Regions from separate parts of the Mus musculus genome. Here region 1 is linked to region 2. The links are chromatin contacts, called in public HiChIP or PLAC-seq maps. All regions are on one chromosome and are shown on one strand. Each heading gives the region's core, a stretch centred on a gene start, on an enhancer-like site or on the middle of the called end of the contact. The rest is flanking DNA. Distances are from core to core; before and after follow the strand shown.

Region 1 (6,835 bases), core at 3,789-6,288, 640 kb after region 2:
TCAGTTAAGTCCACGTCCTCATGAACCACCTGAGCCAGCGCTTCCGATGCCGGCATGTTGCCGTTAAGGACCTTGCTGAGAAGCTCTGCCGTCTCCTCCTCCGTGGACTGCAGCTCCACTGTGATCTTTTCCCCTGGAATAAAGACAAACTGGAGCCACTGCTTCCCAGGCAGTCTGGGAGAAGGAACAGCAGGCGGCATCGAGCACGGAGAGGGTTGGGCAGCTGAGCTGAACTCATCAGTTAGGTGCCACAGCAATGGTTCTGAAACCTTGCCAACTGCCAGATCACCAGCCATACTTTACAAAGCTGTGGGTGCTAGTGGCACCACACTCTTCAACTCCGCAGAGAGGCTAGGTTCCAGGACTAAGCCTGCTGCCCAGAGAAATGTCTACATGGACAAAGTTCTGCATTCTATTTAAGGGGCAGCACAGACCACGTGGCTTTCTTCAGCCTTTGATGATTGCTCTGTTACTTAGCTTTGATGTGACTTTTCAAGCGTGTAGGTTGCTTTGCCCATTTCAGAATGCTACTGAAAAGAACAGGTAGATTGTATCCACATACAGAAATGCTTCTACTTCCTTCTGTAATACTGCTTGTAACAAAAATATTGCTTATGTTCCGTAATATCAGATGAAACATAGTAATTTTGAATGCAATAAAACTTAGTGGATCAAAATGACACAAAAACTCCCCTCTGTGACGGCAGCTGGAAGCCAGGTGTTAGCTGGCCACCTCTCCAATGGAAACAGAGAAAAGAGGCCCTGCATTGGCAGCTCTTAAAATATGCACTTTGGGCCCCTGATGAGTCTGGTTGCCAACCTCCTGGGAGAAAAGAAAGAGGAGGCTGGGAAAATAGGTAAAGTTAGCTGGACATGGTAGCAATACCTAAAACCCCAGCACGTTGTAGGTGGATGTCAGAAGATTAGGATTTTAGATCCAGCCTTGGTGACACAGAAATTAGAAAGTCAGTTTGGGCCACACAAGACCCTGTCTCCACAGAAGTAAAAGGTATACCAGATTTAATAGTGAAAAGTGACAGCTGAGTTGAATATGGTTGGACACTCCTGTAATCCCAGTACTCAGAGGAAGGCTTGCTTGTGTTCAAGGCAGGCTGTGCTACCTAGTGAGACCTCTTAAAGAAAAGGTGGGAAAGGGGTTACAGATCCACACTCCCACCTACCCCAACAGCTCCAACCAGCAGCACCTGCGAGCTCTTTGGAAATGCTCCAGGCACCACCTGGATGTACTGAACTTTCAGGAAAGTCTAAGATCTGATAGGCTCAGCACAGCTTAGGGCTCAGTGGGAATCAATTGATCACAGTAATAACTCCTCATGTTTTGCCTGTTTTGGGGGTGCTGGGGTTTGAGAGCAGGCTCTTCAGGAATGCCGAGCAGGGATCAACCACAAAGCTGCCTCTCCAGCCCACAGCAGTGACTGAGCTATCAGTCACTGAAATATACTTACATTTGTGTTTTGTTAGGCTGTTAAAATGGGGAGCTAACTGCCACACACTTAGTGGTGCTTCCAGCTTACTGAAAATCATGGGCCAGTCAAATGAGTATATCATATGCTTGAGCTTGGCCAGCTGTCTCCATCACACTTAGCGGGAAGCCCCACTGTAGTGCCAGCAGGCACCACAGACTCAGCCCTCTCTCCCAGTTTCTCTGTCCTTTTACAAACAGGAAAATGAAAATGGAATGTTTTTTGCCTCTTTAGTTCTAGACAAATGAAGCATTTAACTGTTTATAGTCAGATGTAGGATTGCAAATTAAATGTATTTTGAATTAATCACAATACTTATTTGTAACTTTTAGAAGTTTAAATAAGATTTCTGTCTTCTGAGAGTCATAGAAATGTATACTAAAAACTTGCTAGAAGCCAAGTGGGCAGTTCATGCCTGCAGTCTCTGCTACAAGCCTGGAAAACACAGCAGGGGGGTCACATCAAACAGAACAACAGAAAAATAAAATTAAAAACTTGTATGAAAGGAACCTTCTGGTAAAGCCAAGTACATTTACCAAGGTTCTGAGATGAAGTGCAGGGGCGACTGGAGCAACACCATGCATTAATCCAGGACTGAGGTATCTGCTACACTCAGTCAAGAGCTGTAGAGTCCAGGGGACCCCAAATGGACTTAAATTCCACCCAGACAATATCTTCTCAATCATGTAGATGAACATCTTTCTGGGGCACCAATGGACACATTAGATTGTCAAAAGGCTATAGAATTTTCCTAAAGGCTAAGTCACACTTACTAAGATGCTACACATTTAAATTTAGAATGATTCATGGGTTGCTGAATTATTCCAAGAAACCACCTTGCTTCTCTCTAACTTAAATGTCATGGTATTCTGAGGTAGAGTCTAAATAAAGCTCCGTACTTAAGCATGTTATGCTCTTTGTCCCAAAAGCTTCCTAGCATTAACTTATGTTATGGTCTGAGTTAGAGATTGGAATAATATGATAATTACTACATAACACAGTAAGATTCTTATACTTACCCAAATCATTTGTAAACTCATTGGATTCTTCTCCAAAAACTTTTTTCCCCAAGCCTGGAAACTGAATGAGTCAGAGTTTGACAAAAACAAAAACAAAAAATAAATAACATCAAAGCCCCCCACCCCTCCACAATCAGGTCCTAAGAGAGTTAGTTCCATAAGCAGAGTTAGATCTGAAACTCAAAAACACCCATTGCAGAAGTCAACTTGAACATGGAACTAAGTCAGCTTGATTCTGTGTTTAGTTTTCTAATATTTTTCTGCTCCTTTGCCAGGAAAGCGGCTGAGTCCTGGCTTCCTGATGTCCTTTGGGTACTTTGTCTGCATGTATGTCACACCAGAAGAGGGCATTGGATCCCATTAGATGATTATAATAATGTCACGTGGGTGCTTAGAATCTAACTCGGGTTCTCTGGAAGAGCAGCCAGTGCTCTTAACCACTAAGCCATCTCTCCAGTTCCTAAAATAATCTAAAGATGGAGAGAAGAGGCTGGAATTATTAGGTTTTAGAATTATATTAATATTAATTAGAATTATTATTATTGGAATTATTAGGTCTTAGGTTTTATTTCCATTTTCAGTTGCATCTCTGCACCTGTCAGGAATGTCATTACCTTTCAGGCTAGAAGATGACAGAAAAGAGAACAAGAAGAAAAAAGAAGAGAAATACTGTAGTAACCTGTGACCTAAGCATCAACACAGAGTGAACAGGGGACCAAATGAGGCTTTTGTCTCATCTCTGTGTCATGCTCAGATAAACACAGTTCATTCCTGACCCTGAGAAGACTCCCCCCACCCCACCCCCGCCCCCAAATACTGCTGACTGAGATGTTGCTGGTTTGGGGAAGGAGTTGCTTGACAGCCTTAAACTTGCCCATCCCAGAGGGTCAAACCACCAATGGCCACACCGCCTGCTACTCTTTTTTCTCTTTTGCAGAAGAGAACAGGCCTACAAGAGCTGGCAATCTGTCAGTTCCCCAGCCCCCACACCTGCTTACAGAGCTATTCAGAGGAATGCAGACAGAGGGGGCCTGAAATAGAAGTATCTAAAGCAGCTCAAATGGAAAGTATTTGTTTAATAAATTCTGGCATTACTTCATGAACAATTGCCTGGGCTTGTTCTATTGTTTAGAGGCACATATCAACCCATAAAATGTTGACATATATCCAGTCCAGTTGCCCAACCCGCCTTTGTATCCAAGGGTCTCCACTGGTAACAACAGAAAACAAGCTTCCTTCATTTAGCTCACCAAAGCCAGGTAGTAAAGGGCATGAAAAAATATATAGTCTATGGAGATTTTGTATAATTCATGTATTCTCTTCTCACACTGGTGGTCAAGATTTTACTGAATTCTACAGTAGTCCTCAGGTTTAAAAAGTTCAATAAAGATATTGAAGTGTTTTATATTATTTTCTATCATAAAGTTCCATCCTCCCAAATTTAAAAAAAAAAAAAAGAAGGTGGGGCGAGTTATATAAAAGACGACAGAATGCCCAGTGACACAGACTTAGAAACCATTTCCTATGTTGAAGAACTCAAGCTGTCATGCTGGGCAGCGTCAATTCAGGCAACTTACTCCAGCTCTCTGTGACAGCTTCATCCCAGTAGAACAATGGCTCTAACCTTACAGAATTCTTATAGGGGTAACAAAGTCAAGTCCATGCAGCCTCAGTGAGCACTGCTTGCTGGTGTTACTGCTACGACTCAAGAAGCCTGGCTTTTTCTAGCCATTTCCACACATAGAATCACAATCAGTGTTTGTCATGACCATATTTTTATAGTAGAATAAAGGGAGAGTTCGCCTAATTCCAAGCCCATAACCAAAGCAAAACATTAGATAAATGGTTTAGCTGAGAAGCCAAACACTGCTCTGAAATAAGTGGGTCAGAGCGTGGACACACAGAAGGAAGCGTCAGTGGCCCTCGGGAGCATGTAGCTCAGTGTGCTCTGGTGCAGAGAGCATATATTATTTATTAACAAGAAACCCATCAATAAGTAAGAGGGTCAATACCATATACTCAGGTTAGGAATCTGAGCACTCTCATCCTGTTTGCTTTTCTATACTTCAATGATTTCCTGCAAAGACCATTTTAATACTGTAATAAAAATAAGGCAAGGCTGCAAGGTGTTTGTTTGGACCTAAGAGAACATAAGAGTCAGTAAAAGGCCTGCTGTTTATTCTGAGGGAACCAGAGGAAGCACGGAGGCAGGTGTCCTGCAGCCACCGTGGCCTGACCTCTTACCTTGTTTTCCATGTTCTGTTTTATAACTTCCTGCACCAGCACATCCGCCAGGGTCTTGAAATCTGCAGCAAACTTCTTGTTCTTCTCTGCACCTTTCTTCTCCTCAATGAGCAGCTGGAAGAGGGTCTCCTGCTGCCTGCACGCCCTGGCGATGTTAGCAGCCTTCTCGGAGACACAGAGCAGCTCCAGGAGGATGTCTGACATTTCTAAAGCCTGCTTCTTTCTCAGCCTCACCCACCCTCTGGCTCACAGCTGCAAGAACACAAGAATATGAAAGAGAAAGCAGTTCAGGGATGATGTCAGGGCGTCTCTCCCACTAACACATAGCTGGCAGCAACCTGTCAGGGAAGCTGACCTGCTAGTGAGTCACCGCACATTTTCAGCGTGCAAGACTGCAGTTACAATCTAAAGATTGAAACAAACGTATTTCTCAAAAGTCTTGTAAACCAATTACACTCTTAAAGAAACTGAATGTTCAGTGAAAGAAAAAGAAAAAGCCTTGAATTAGAATTTATGTTACAGGGCCATAGCAAGACAGAGTGTCACGACGTCCGAGGAAAGGCAGATTGCTACAAGGTCCTTAATCATGACACAGCTTTATCTCAATTACATTGACGTAATTCTCTTCTCTGTGAGAATGGTGAGGGATGACAATCATGCTGCCAGATCCATGTGCTAAGTGGATGAGCAGCAGGCATTGTGTCTTCCAGACTCTGAGGCCGGTCTTGGGCAAGCACTATAAAGCAGCTCACAGCCAACTCCACTCAAACATTCCAGGGACATATTCCATCTGCCACCAAGTAGCAGCCTACACACCAAAGCAAGGGGACTTACACCTTGTTGGACTTGAGAAGTTCTGTCTTCTAAGAACCATGTAGTATGCCTACATCATTATTTCTATTCTTTATTTCTTCTCTCTCTCTCTCTCTCCCTCTCTCTCTCTCTCTCTCTTTCTTTCTTTCTTTCTAGACCTGGCTGTCCTGGAACTCATTCTGTAGACCAGGGTAGCCTGGAACTCAAAAGATTCGTCTGCGTCTGCCTCCCAAATGCTAGGGCTAAAGGTGTGTGCACCACACCTGGCTCCTATCTACTGGTGCTGCCTCAAAATGCTTCTGTGGTCCTCTTCCTGTTCAAAGCCTGAGTCGTTCTGCTTCCTCTGTCGTGAGATTACCCTGCCCTGTGTGACATACAGTTTGGAAACGGAAGCTTAGAGGGTTGAGCAACTTCTAAAAAAGGTTACACAAGACTAAAACATGGGGCTCAGAACTGCCCCCACACACCCCACATCAGGTTTCTTTATTATCACAACAGTTTCCTCTATGAAAAGAAGCTTGAGGCTGGGAACCACTCAGCTGTGAAAACACTGATGTGGGGGTGTGGCAAACTGTTAGAGCCTGCTTGTCTTAAGTCTGTTCAAAAAACAATTTTTTTTTCTTCCTGAGGAAATATGTTCCTCAACAGAAATAAAGGAAAGATGACCAACACGGAGAGATGTCCCTTGTCACAACTGCAGTTGCTTTACTGCCAGTGGTCGTCTCTGGAAGGCAGTAGTAGACAGGTGCTAACTCCCTGACACTGGAAACACACAGGCTTCCAGGGAGCTGCTGTCATAACTGTACCAAATCCCACCCAGGGCCCTCTTTCCTCAGTCAGTAACCTTAAGTCTTTCCCTAATCTCTGGTAAGAAAATAAGAGTTAAAATATCTTCATACAAGGTAGATTAAAATTATTTAAAGTAGCAAAGATGTTAAATAAACATGTTTTGTTTTGCTTTTGGGGCAGGTTCGCTCTCACGTTGTCAGATCTACTAGATAATATAGAAGAATTCAAGCAAACAGGGCTCCTTAAAAGCCCTTTATTCTTTATTTCAGATTCAAACCTGTTAGAAGATTCATGTACTTTGTTCTGGACCTATACATTAAGAAAAGTGGCATTCATAGAGCCAAGCCACTTGAACTCAGAAATAATTTACTGCATCCATTATATAAATACTAGCCACAAATGATGTCATAGAACAACACAGAGATGCATGCATAGTCTCACTGTAGCACATGAGCCACAAGAGTAGAAAGGTGGTGACCATAACTT
Region 2 (6,986 bases), core at 1,311-3,810:
ACTCATTCTGCCAGCCTCTGAGGCTGTCAAGGACTTGGGCAGAATGAACGGCTCGGATAGTGACTCACTGTGTCTCCCTGCCTAAATAGAAATATGTGTTTGCAAAAGAGAAACATCTCCTTTTGGGAGACTGTTTCTCAGCAGATTCAACAGCAGCGTTTCCCTTTCAGCCTGGGACTCTTCCTCCCACGGACAGGCTTGTTCAGGTGACTGCGGTCTTGCTGATGCTGCCTAAATTTAAGCTCTTTTCCACATGAATTCAATCCAGTTCACCTTTCAAAGCTTGCCTAATGCTTTCGAAAAGAACTCCCTTAGCTATCGCAGGCCTTTCTTCATCACCAGGTGCCCTGTGCATAGCACAAACGTGTTCAGGAATGAGAGGGAAGGTCAGAGGAGGGGCCGGGAGAGAGGCTTGGGAGCGGGTGGGTAAAGCTTCATGCGTACATGTTCATGTGCTGGGGCATGCTAGGGTGTAACCTCAGTGATGGGTGTTTTTCCCGTGTGACTTTGTGTTCTTCACCTCACCAAGCACACTAAAACTCTTAGAAAACACCTTCTCATAGCTTTCGGACTCTTGAGCCTTGCTAGTGTGATCACGGAATAGCTCTTTTCTTGATAAAATAAGGCTCTGGTCCATGGAACCTAGCACCCTGTTATTTCTGTGAAAAAAAAATTTGTCTCCTATGAAAATGGAGTAATGGCAAAGCCTGATTCAGAAAATGTAAAATAGATCGAAGGGTCCTGAACACAGGGTGAGCTTTTACAATCCTTGCTCAGAAAGTCACCTCGCCATCGCCACCATTGATAGGTCATGCCTGTCAAGCTTCTCCCATGCACCAGGCAGAATCTATTTGCATCTGTTAAGGTGAGGAGCCTGTGACTGGAACTTGGCGTGTGGCATTCTAACTGTCATCACCATTGTTGTTTGTGACCAGAGAACTAAGCTGTTAGTTCCTCCGTTTGTGCAAAGAGCGCTGCTTTCAGTATGCTGGAAGGTGATATCATGGGGCCTTTGACACCCTCAAACAAATTCCAGGAAACGGGTTTGTAGTCTTTGGACACCCCCTGTAGCTATTCTATTCCAGTGGGTTTTTTGTTTAATCTATGGAATAAAGATATACAGATACAATAAATTAGCAAATGTCCACTCATCGCAGTAGTCTCCAGATGAACCCCCAACAATCTCAGGGGCTCTAGCAGGGGCCCTACTCTTAGACCAGGGAAGAATGAGATGGGCCTGTCAAGTCACCGTAACGCCACCACGATGTGCTCTGTCCTCGAGCTTATTCTTGACTTCTGTCCAACATTTGCTTTTGGAATTATAGCATATGAGCTAAGTGAGATGACTCTGTCTGTAATCCAGGCAGTCAGGAGGCTGAGACAGGAAGGTCTCCTGGTGGAGGCCACACAGGGCTACATCCTCTGTCACAAAATAAGCAAATGGAATTAGTTGTGTGCTCTGAGGTGGAGGTGGCCCATGGGCTAAAAAGGTAGTCAGGGTTGATGGTTGGTCCAGCCTTGGCTCTCAGGCTCCAGAGGAATTGTGCACGAGGGCCAGTATACCAGCGCTGCTCTCTGTAATATGACTTGGGTATTTATTTAGTCTAACATTTCCATACAAGTCCCTATGGACTGGAATAGACCTAGCCTACTTTCCTAGAGGCCTTTGCCCAGAGCTCATATTAACAGATTGTCTACTATTTTTCTTCTGTTGTATTGGACATTTTATACATGCTTTCAGACTTTATACTTTGACCAGACCTTATGTGTTAGGCACTGTTAGCCAACTTCGCACATGAAGAACTTGAGGTTAACAGAGGTTAGTAAGCCAGTCACATAGTTAGAGGATATGGGTGCAGGTTGTGTTCATCTCTCTCTCCTCTTCTCCCCTGCTTCTACAGTACACCATTTTATAGAATGGTGCCATCGGCCACACTGCAACTGGAGGCAAACCCTTCAACATGCTTTTCAGTCTAAAATTGCTTTCCTAAAACTCAAGAGGCTTTCTTTGCAATCTAGCGGTGTGTTTGTGTTGGGGCACTCAAGGGTTACAGAATTCTCCACTGTGGTGCTGTCCTATACCCTGAAGGACGTTTAGCAGCACCCTGGCCTCTACTCTCTAGAATACCTGATGCCAATAGCACACACATGCCCATACCCTGCAACAGCTGGGTCAGAAATGCCTTCAGAGCGGCCCGCCGAGGAACAGAGCCACCTCTAAGACATCTGGAACTGCACCAACATGGAAGTCAGAGTCAGGGGCAGGCCAGTGTTCTATGAGGAACACTTTGCTGACTCCTGTATCCAGGGCAGCTCGCAGACTAGGGAGGGAGCTGAGGCGCTTGACAGTGATTTTACTTCTGATTTACTGGCCCACGTCTGAAACACTGGCTTTGCTTAGTTTGCTTACTCAGTGGCCTTTAAGGGAAGGTCATCAATTCCCTCCCCCCGCACCCCCCCCCCACCCCGGCACATGGCTCAGCATTTCCTCACACCGTTTTGAATGAGCCGAATTGCCGTGCTGCTGTCCCCAGACTTGCATAACAGCAGAAAGCTTTATATAGTGTGTCTGGGATGAGTCACAGCATTAATCCAGGAGGCCAGACAGTAATAACCCATCAGTTTAGGTGGTGTAAAAGGCCCTGATTAGTTCCAGAAGAATGAGAGGACGCACTAGCCCTTCTGGTTCCATGGTGGTGGTTTGCTGTAGGGGGCATTCTCCTGCTCGCTATTCTAGGGAGGGCAATGGTGTGAAATGCATGAATCACATGTCCCAAAGTCCGTGTACTGAACCTACCTACATTCTGTCTCTTGCAGATGAGCACAGTATAAACACGAATTTCTCTCTGGCGACATTTTTTTCCCATCTGTGATTCCTTCCTGCTACTGTTCCTTCATATGCAGTATTTCTAGGGAAATGCAAGAAAGAAAGAGCATCACATTTGCTGAGCACTGCTGGTAGAAAGTGGATATTTCTCTAATTAGAAACCTGTTACTCTGAAGGACTTCATGCATCTTACTGAAGGTGAAATGGAAAGTCACTTAACACAAAATGGATTTTGTAAACAAAGACCAAGAGATCCACCCAAGCACCAGGACTAGAGTGCGAGTATTTGGGGCAAGGTGAGGAGAACGGTCACTTTAGTAATGGTCTGTAATCAGTGCCCAAGTGCTGCACATCACTGGAAAGAGACATACTTATGGGGGAGGGGCCTTCTTGATGGAGGAATGTTTCTGTCCCGGGAGACATTGGCACTTCCCCTCTCCTGGATGGCCGGAAGTCTTCCACTGTTTTACATATGGCACAGTTCAAAGTCAACTTTAGATCCAATGCTCTATCAAACTATAGTGGGCATCCTTCATGTGAGTGGGAAGAAAACAACCGTGCTCCTTACTGCAGCTTCTGCCAAGGCATGGTTGCTCTCCTCAGGGACTAGCTTTGTTGGTGGCAATGGCTACACAAAACTAAACACCAACAGAAGTAAGACCATTTTCATGAGTACTCCATCAAGTTAAAGGGTTTTTGTTGTCTTTTTGGTCATGGATTGAATAAAATTGTCTTTGCACATCCATTAAGGGGGCCAGCTTTCTTAAAGCAATTTTTCTTTTTTTTTAACTAAAATTAGATATAGGTGAACTCATGTTTTTTAGTGGGCTGAACTTATCGGTTTTAGCTGGTTGTCTTAATTAGCCATAAACTTGGAGAAAGCAGTGACTTCTTGAATCCTTAGCCAAATATGAGTATCAGATAATTTTATTATTTTTTTTTCGAGACAGGGTTTCTCTGTGTAGCCCTGGCTATTCTGGAACTCACTCTGTAGATCAGGCTGGCCTGGAACTCAGAAATCCGCCTGTCTCTGCCTCCCGAGTGCTGGGATTAAAGGTGTGCACCACCAATGCCTGGTGAGATAACTTTAAAGAACTCCCTATAAATGCATGAGAACCACTGTTACTGATGAATGTGGTTTTTTGACAACTACATTCACAAATGGCCTGTCTTGTGTTTTGTCACCGTTTTGAGGGATGATGTTTTGTGGCACGTGTGTGATCACAGCCTGATGGTTCTGGTCGTGGGTTGGTTCTTCTGGGCCAGCTTTCACAGACTGCTGCGCAGCTGCACCTACAGTGCTGCCCCATAATACTGTTTCACTTTGGTGAAGATCAGCCCACCTTACACCCCGAGTGCAGGTGTGAACCACGGTAAGTGTGCACAGTCCTTAGGGAAAACAGGGACGCAGAGGCCTGCCTCCTCTCTTTTCCATGCCAAAATGAAATGACCAAGAAACAAAACATTTAAAAAGTTGTTTCTAAATGCTGAGACCTAACCATTGCTTATATACTGTTGTCTGTTGAAACAGTTTGTTACAATTTCATTCTGTTGAACTAGGTGAGACTTTAAGAAATGTTGAAATTATGTTAATTTCCTATTATTATTTAATATAAAGATATTTAAAATGTCTAGTGTTATGAGTTGGTTTAATATATATCTCATGTATGTATCAGTCCTATTTTAAGCGCTTTTTAAAAAAGACTTGTTTAGGTATATATTTTATGTATATGGGTGTTTTATCTGAATGTATGGACACCAGAAGAGAGCACTGGGTCCCATGAGACTACAGTCAAATGGGATCACAGTCAGATGCAATTTTGAGCTGCCATGTGGGTGCTGGGATTTGAACTCAGGGCCTCTGGAAGAACAGCCAGTGCTTTTAACTGCTGAACCATCTCTTGGGACGCCTATGGGTCCTATTTTAAAGGAAGACCGATATTTCCCAAGTGTCACCCTTGCTTACTCTACTGCAGACACAGGAACTATGGCAGTTTAAGGTAGGTCAGCGGGCAGGCCCAGCGGTGAGGCCTCTCTGAGGTAGAGGCCTGGGGATCAGGCGTTTAGTCATTCAAGGCCGGCAGGGCTCCATGGGATCACATCCAAGTCAGGGCAAGACATCCACTTACACTTTCAGGTAGCTGCCTGTTAGACGTCACCAAGCATGTCCTAGCTTAAGTATGACGAGGATGGCATTTTCTAAGTACAGAGCATATATGTAGCACTTGGGATAAGCTGATCTAGGGACTTCCTGAGGCGGCAGAGCTTAAAGTGGACTCCATTGACTGCTTGGAGACTACTGTGGAATGAAGGCATGTCTCAGTAAACAGAACAAACCTGTGGCATCTGTCTGCCTCAGGGAGGCATCAGACAAAGCTGGAAAGGATTTAGAAAATTCTTTTACCTACTCTGGGAGCTGGGAGGCTGTCCTTCATCCCGAGGGCATTATTTATCTGAAGGCATCTTTTGTTTAAGATTCATTCATTTGTTCCTCAAATATGTTCAGTGCCTGCCTTGCACCAGGCACTATTCTAGATGCGTTGAAGGCACTAATAAAAGAAATGCCTCACAGTTGTAAGCGTAAGATGTTCTAAGACACTGGGCCATATGCTCAACATAGTCACTTTACCCATGAAAGCTTTGTAGGGATCTTGTGAAGCAAAAACAGCCAAAAGGGAGCTGGGGAGCTGGGTCAGCAGCTCAGAGCACTTGTTGCTCTTGCAGTAGATTCAGGCTCAGCAGTCCCGCACCCACAAGGATTCACGGTGGCTCACAATCATTTATAACTCCTGCTCCAGGGGATCTGATGCCTTCTTCTGACCTCCATGGGCACCAGGCACTCACATGGACATACACACACAAATGCAAAAAACAATGGCCTTAATGACTACTAAGCCTAGACTCTCTTTTTTTTTTAGATTTATTTATTTATTTATTTATTATATGTGTGTACACTGTAGCTGTCTTCAGACACTCCAGAAGATGGCATCAGATTTTGTTACGGATGGTTGTGAGCCACCATGTGGTTGCTGGGATTTGAACTCGGGAACTTTGGAAGAGCAGTCGGCGCTCTTAACCACTGAGCCATCTTGCCAGCCCCGCCTAGACTCTTCTAACCCCAAACACATACACACCTGCTAACTTATGAACTCAGTCCTTTCACACGCAGAAGCACCTAAGTGCCACCCAGTAAGTACATCTGTGGGCCATTTCCTTCAACGTCCATGGATTATGAACTTACTCATATAAAATCAACCTAACCTTCTAAAAGATACCACAAAAAGAGAATGATCAATATATTAACAAATGTAACTTTTCACTACTGGGGTTATCTGTGTGCTCCATCTGCAGATAAACATGTGTGCGGTAGGAGCTGACTTAGGTTTCAGAACTTAACAATGCAGCCGTCATGCCTGGCCCCAAAACTCACCTGAGAGGCTTTAGCCAGTTATGAGTAAGCTAATATGCGTAAGTGAAGATGTTAGCTGTAACTCTGTGTTAGGGGTCAGGGAGACAATATGGGAGTAAGAGTTCCATACTGTGGTCCGCTCTTGGATCCCATCTTCATCAGTAAAAGCATGGGTTAGAATTCCACATGCCATTTCAAATTCTAAATATCAGTAATAGAGATGGCCTGACAGAGCTCCTAAAACCAAGCAGCTTTGTGGAATATAACTTCTATAAGATGAAGATGGGGTTGGTATGGCGTGCACATAACTGCTGTGGAGTTAAAAGCTAACTTTACACCCAAGAGGAAATGTTTCGCCAAGAACAGGGCTTTTGGGTATTGATTGAAAGCATGTGAAGAATTCGGGGGGAGCTCCAGCCAGTGCAACTCAGATCCCAGTGTGATCGGATTGGACCAGCTCTCGAGGTAGATTTCAGTGCTCTGTGGAAACATGTCTTCATTCAAGGATACTTTCCATGGCATGGTGTAAGAGCATGGTCTGAGCTTCTAGAGGACTGAGCTAGCCTGTCCACTTCTAACCTTCACAGCTAGGTCTTCAGTTCTCATCTTGGTCTTGTGGTCCAAACTTCCCACCCAATTCTATGTGCCTGCCTCACAGCAGGCTGGATGTAAACCAGCTACAGACTTCCAACCCAACAGCCCAGAGAAAACCTTAGTTATTAAAAAAGAAAACACTTTTTCTCATAGTTT

What was found. HiChIP or PLAC-seq counts read pairs in DNA pulled down with a chosen protein or histone mark.
Region 1: an H3K4me3 HiChIP or PLAC-seq map of bone marrow-derived macrophages shows a contact between it and region 2, with 8 times the contacts expected there. The contact joins two enhancer-like sites. A contact is called at or near these places in 1 of 115 datasets of contacts at active chromatin or transcription factors (bone marrow-derived macrophages) and 1 of 9 other capture datasets (liver).

The regions. Positions count from the first base shown.
Region 1 is chr1:52,794,538-52,801,372 of GRCm38.p6, forward strand. It overlaps Inpp1 (inositol polyphosphate-1-phosphatase), which reads right to left. Exons shown (of 6, transcript NM_008384.2): 2 at 4,748-4,999; 3 at 2,504-2,564; 4 at 1-133. The coding sequence starts at 4,951. Among named protein-coding and RNA genes, the nearest start is that of Inpp1, 20 kb to the right of the region's middle. Within about 2 kb of position 5,039, at least 252 of the 459 cell types and tissues checked have an H3K27ac peak or open chromatin away from gene starts, as enhancers often do. A contact at or near this core is called in bone marrow-derived macrophages and liver, where this site is marked.
Region 2 is chr1:52,156,466-52,163,451 of GRCm38.p6, forward strand. It overlaps Stat1 (signal transducer and activator of transcription 1), which reads left to right. Exons shown (of 25, transcript NM_009283.4): 25 at 2,818-5,400. The coding sequence ends at 2,832. It overlaps Gls (glutaminase), which reads right to left. Exons shown (of 18, transcript NM_001081081.2): 18 at 6,984-6,986. Among named protein-coding and RNA genes, the nearest start is that of Stat1, 41 kb to the left of the region's middle. Within about 2 kb of position 2,561, at least 36 of the 459 cell types and tissues checked have an H3K27ac peak or open chromatin away from gene starts, as enhancers often do. A contact at or near this core is called in bone marrow-derived macrophages and liver, where this site is marked.